2 separate regions of the Hordeum vulgare genome follow, and region 1 is linked to region 2. The links are chromatin contacts, called in public Hi-C maps. All regions are on one chromosome and are shown on one strand. The core of a region is the stretch at or near the end of the contact, and the rest is flanking DNA. Distances in the headings are between cores, read along the strand shown. Region 1 holds the start of LOC123398877 (peroxidase 24-like). Region 2 holds the start of LOC123397523 (oxysterol-binding protein-related protein 2A-like).

Region 1 (2,700 bases), core at 174-2,673, 680 kb before region 2:
ATTTCTTGAATTTATTATTGCATTGCCAAAAATATTGCATCTAAAGTAACCGAGACACTGAAAACCCCCTTTCGGTTAGCGAAAGAAAGACAACATGTATAGAACCATATTGCTAAGGACGAAATTGATCAAAATAAATCGTCCCCCATATGACAAGAGTCTGGCCTTCCAACTGGCTAGCCGTTTCTCAAGTCTCTCTTCCACATACTTCCACTCGACGATAGTTAAGCGCTCATAGTGAATCGGAATATTGAGATACCGAATCGGGATCTGTCCGAGATGGCAGCCAAGAATGCTAGCATACTCAGTTGTCGACTGTGCAGCGTCTCCGAAGCAAAAAAAGCTCTCTCTTATGAAAATTAGTTTTAAGACCAGATAGCTCCTCAAATGCATATAAAAGCTACTTGAGGTTTCTTGCTTTGTCTAGATCATTATTTATTCATAAAAAGAATAATGTCATTCGCATATTGTAGAATAGACAAACTTTCTTCTACCAAATAGGGAATAACACCATTAATCTGACCGACCACCTTAGCTCTCTCAACACGGATAGCTAACATGTCGGCCGCGATGTTAGATAAAAGGGATAATTGAATTTATGTCCCTAATTAGATCACACTCGGCAGTTTTACCCCTAATTTCTGAAAACACTCGTTCCCGCCCAAACCACTTTCTTCGCTTATGCTTTTGCCCTTTGACTATTTGACCGTCACTTTAAAAACTTCATAAAATGTTCATACTAACTCAGAAAAAATCAAATAAGATATCAAAGTGTTCACAAAAACATCACCTATATATGCATGCCATTTGCATTCTTGATAAAAAATGTTGGAAAGTCACCATTCTTTATTCAAATAAAACTTAAATGGGGTCTTTCCAACATTTTTGTTGTGAATGCGAATGGCATACATATAGGCTATGTTTTTGTAACATTTTAATATCTTATTTGATTTTTTATGAAGTTTTTAAAGTAATGATCAGACGGTCAAAGATTTAGTTATCCGCGTTGGAGTTCCCCTTGCACTTCGGATTTGGTGCATCGCATCGTCAGTTTTGTAGGCTAGCTATTGTTTGTTTTGTACTAGGAGTACTAGCTAGGCAGTAGCCTTGTGTGTATTACGTGTGATGCGCGGTGGATACCGTCCCTGTACTGGCGATGGCCAACTAATTCCGTTGCTCGGAGCACTCGAGCGGGTAAGGTAGGTAGCTAGAGGTTCGCTGTTACCCATAGCTGGAGCGGCACGCGTTTGCACCCAACCAAGGTCCGTCACGCAAAACGTCACCGGTTCGGTAGTCGATGACAAATCGGACGGCTAGCTGAGCTGCGATTTCTACTTGGGACCTCACCGCACCGGCCGAGATGAATGCCGGCGGGCGCACGCTGACGCTGTGGCTGGGCTTTATAAACCTTTAATAAGCGCACACAGGCACAGCCTTGCCACACACCCATGAGCAGCTGAGCTCCCATTATTCTCACCTGCCGATCGCTGTGTCCATCGCTCTCTCGCCACCATCACTCGCGTCATCCTACGTACGCCGGCTTAGCTAGAGCTATCTCGATGACCAGACCAGCGCCGTCGCCGCTGCTCGTGTTGGTCGTGCTGGTCGGCGCGCTGGCCGGCGGACGCGAGGCGGCGCTGCTGAAGGCGCACTTCTACAGGCCCAGCTGCCCGGCGGCGGAGGCGGTGGTGCGCGACATCGTGCTGGCCCGCGTCGCCGCCGACCCCGCCGCGCTGCCGGCGAGGCTGCTCCGCCTCTTCTTCCACGACTGTTTCGTCAGGGTACGTATGTACAGAAAAAGGCGCTCACGCTCTGCGCGCGCATGGCTGACGGACGTCGTGCTGATTCGTGTACGTAGGGGTGCGACGCGTCGCTGCTGATCGACTCGACGGCGGGCAACACCGCGGAGAAGGACGCTGCGCCGAACGGGTCGCTGGGCGGCTTCGACGTCATCGACACCGCCAAGGCCGTGCTGGAGGCCGTCTGCCCCGGCGTCGTCTCCTGCGCCGACATCGTCGCGCTCGCTGCAAGGGACGCCATCTCCTTCCAGGTCGGTCAGTCGTCGATCGTGCTTGCATCACTCAATTACTACTTAATATGCATGCATGTACGGCTAATTAGCTACTCCTAATTATAAATGGAATACGCTTAGAGTTGACGCGCGTGCGCTGCATGCATATGCAGTTCGGTCGTGACCTGTGGGACGTGCAGCTCGGGCGGCGCGACGGCGTGGTATCCAGCGCGTCGGAGGTGCTGTCCGACATACCCTCGCCGTCGGATAACTTCACTGTGCTTGAGGCCAAATTCGCCAGCAAGGGCCTCGACGTCAAGGACCTCGTCATCCTCTCGGGTACATACATATCAAGTCAACATCATTAAGTTTACTCACACACACAAAATAAAAGAAAAAGATAACGCCCACACGTATGGGCGTTTGTAAACCGTCCACACACATGGATCTCCGTCCGTTTAGGGTTGCACTAATCTTTGCAAATTTTATATACCACGTATGATCGGGTCGGTGTGTGGACGTGCATCCTCTTCGCCCGCACGTCCATTGTCTTTCGGATTGCTTTTGCAGTGCCAAGCCTGTGTGGTGGGTCGACGTTTGCGCCCACACGCCACGCAATTTCCCTCAACTACTGCATGGCAACTACATGTGCATAGTTGTTGTTCAATCTGCATGGCAACTATCATGAA
Region 2 (2,700 bases), core at 165-2,664:
CTGTTCATGATTTCCAGCATAGTCTTTTCAAGAGTGTATGAGAAAAGGAGAATGCATAGATAAAAATAAATTCCATACACAACAGGGAATTACTCTCACAAGATTTTCTTAGCAACATCAGAGAATCAGTATGGAGTGTCTCTCTTACCAGATTCAGCAGAAGTTCAGGGCTAGTCCTGTAAAAGAAATTGAAAGAAGGCGATGTGAGCAAAACATGATTTACTCACATCCGCGAGCCTCATGGAGGAAACGTGTAAGTGCAAAAGGGAACATGTGAATGCAATTGCAGGCATAGAATGGCATATAAACTATCAAAGGAAGCCAGAGACAGTGCCCCTATTGTTGTCTTCGCAATCGACATCCTATGAATAAAAGTGGATACATTCCAGCCTGTTTCTACTAGGCCTCATCAAGTATCAACATGTATGTAAGAGCACACAAATGCACATAAGAAGAATAGAAGCCACTATAATGTGTGGAATCCAGTTTCTCAAGATGAAACACCGTTGCACTAGCTTCTACTGGTCTGAACCGAATCAATTACAGAAACAACTAACTAAAGCATACAATACAGGCATTAAATAAAACAGTATGCAGGCGAAAGCATTGGCTTACTTGAGCTCCACCTCCGGTTTGTTGTGCCTCTCGACCTCTTGGCAAGGGAAATTCTGGAGGCAGAAGGAACAAGCACGCGCGACATTAGAATATTTTTTGCTGAGGAATCATACGAGACTCTACAGGTGCTCTTGAGTAAATCAATAAATTTGCCGAGCAGAATGGCAATCCTGGAGGCGATGGAAATGGTGCGTACCTGCAGGCACATGGCGGCCTCCAGAGTGTTGCAGATGCAAGTGACGTACAGACGCAGCATGTTGGCCTGCGGATACACGAGAACCCATTTGAACGGAGTCGCAGGACCCGGTGGCTGCCCGAATCCGGCGGCGGCGATGCGCAGGGAAGGGTGGGATATAGGGAGGAAGGAGATGGGAATGGACTCACCATGGCTACGGAGGGTCGCCGCCCGCGTGGATCGGCCAAGGGGAAGAGAAGGGATGTGGTGGATCGGGAGGGCGGGGTGGCCGCCGGTTGCCGGAGTTGGTGGGGAAGGCACCGGCGTCGGAGGCGACTGGCTGGTGGGGCAGGGGTGTAGGGCGGAGTGCGCGGGGCGAGCGGGCGGCGTGCGTGCCCGGCGGGGAAGCAGCGCGGGGCTGAGGTGGGGATGCAGTCGCCGGGGGGTTCGTCGGAGGGGCCATGGAGCTCGCCGGACTAGGGGGGAGGTGAGAAGAAGGGGTGGCCTCACTTCCGTTGCTGAGCAAGGGGGTCCGCGGGAGAGAGGGTGAGGAAATCGGCGGCGCGGTGGGAAACCTAGCTTCTCTGCGGGAGCGAGAGGAGGGAACTGCGGTGGCGCACTAGCTGAGTGGTGCACTCTGTCCTGGTGCGTCATTAAACTAGTAATGGCGCACTCTGTCCCGGTGCGTCATTAATACTTTTAAAAAAAAGTTTGTTAGTAGTGGCGCACCGTGTGTGTGGTGCGTTATTAGTGTCTATCACACTAATGACGCACCTGCACAAGGTGTGCCACTGCTATATAGTAGTGACACACCACTTGTCTGGTGCGTCATTAGTGTTTATATTATCTATAGCCCTTTTCCTAATAGTGATTGGGAAGGACACATCAGTGTATTGCAGGACTGCTCGATGCTGTTGGCGCCATCGACAATGCTTCATGTGCTAGCGACCCATTCCCGTTGTTCGCTACGGAGTAAACCATACTTGCCATGAGCCAGGGTTGACCAGGTTTGGGACTCGGAGCACCAATTGTATCGAGTAATATCAGAAGCGCTTCATGAAGATAGTCTATCGTAGGATGAATATAGTAGCCTAATATTCGTGAGCACCGACATCTAGTAAAACATAAAAAATGTGTGAGTAGTATCTGATTAGAAATTTTTGGGACCTATTTCAAAAATTATATTATATTTGAAGCAAATGCTAGAACTTTGTATCTTCAGAGTCTCATGTTTTGTAACTAATATGCAAGTTGAGAAATCATCTACCACACCAATTTAAAACTCTAATTAGACAAAAGAATAAGAATAAGTGCTTCTAGCACAATTGTACAACATGCGTATATGTGTTTTGTAATTTAGGAGCAGTCAACATAGGCAAAGCATACATATCATGGAGCTTATTCTAGAAAGCACGTACTTCCTTTTAGGCAGTCACATATGTTTTACAGATCGTAAGCTTCAATTGTGGCTTCGGAACAAAATTCCTTTTCACTAAAATGCTTCAGATAAAGAAATTCACGTGTTAAAAAAAAGAATGAGAAAAGTACCAAAACCAACTTCACATGAAAATATAGGACCAAACCTAATGGTGTGTGTACATTGTAGATTGATCTATGCATATAAAAGTAACACACTCGAAAATATTAGCATGATTATTGCAACCCCAACTTTCTCATGGTTACCAGCCTAGCAAATGAAAATGGCACCTCATCATATATTGGGCATTCAACAGAATCAAATATATGGTCAAAGTGTTCCCGAGATTGATGGTTTTCAAACTCTGTTTCTGATATTCTATAAGTCCGACACAAACAAGGTTTGCTTTCTGTGAAGGTGCATAGTATTACACCATCTGTGAAATGACAATAATTCTGGAAATAACAAGAATAATAGCACCACAACAACAACT

What was found. A called contact is a pair of places that touch in the nucleus more often than the background predicts.
Region 1: a contact with region 2 is called in a Hi-C map of seedling, with 2.2 times the contacts expected there. The contact joins the promoter of LOC123398877 here to the promoter of LOC123397523 in region 2. A contact is called at or near these places in 1 of 6 Hi-C or Micro-C datasets (seedling) and 1 of 1 datasets of contacts at active chromatin or transcription factors (embryo).

Annotation. Positions count from the first base shown.
Region 1 is chr5H:134,117,959-134,120,658 of MorexV3_pseudomolecules_assembly, reverse strand. It overlaps LOC123398877 (peroxidase 24-like), which reads left to right and starts at 1,423. Exons shown (of 4, transcript XM_045093322.1): 1 at 1,423-1,781; 2 at 1,859-2,050; 3 at 2,185-2,350. The coding sequence starts at 1,560.
Region 2 is chr5H:133,438,157-133,440,856 of MorexV3_pseudomolecules_assembly, reverse strand. LOC123397523 (oxysterol-binding protein-related protein 2A-like) reads right to left here and starts at 1,414. Exons shown (of 7, transcript XM_045092052.1): 1 at 1,000-1,414; 2 at 812-877; 3 at 616-668; 4 at 149-176. The coding sequence starts at 1,002.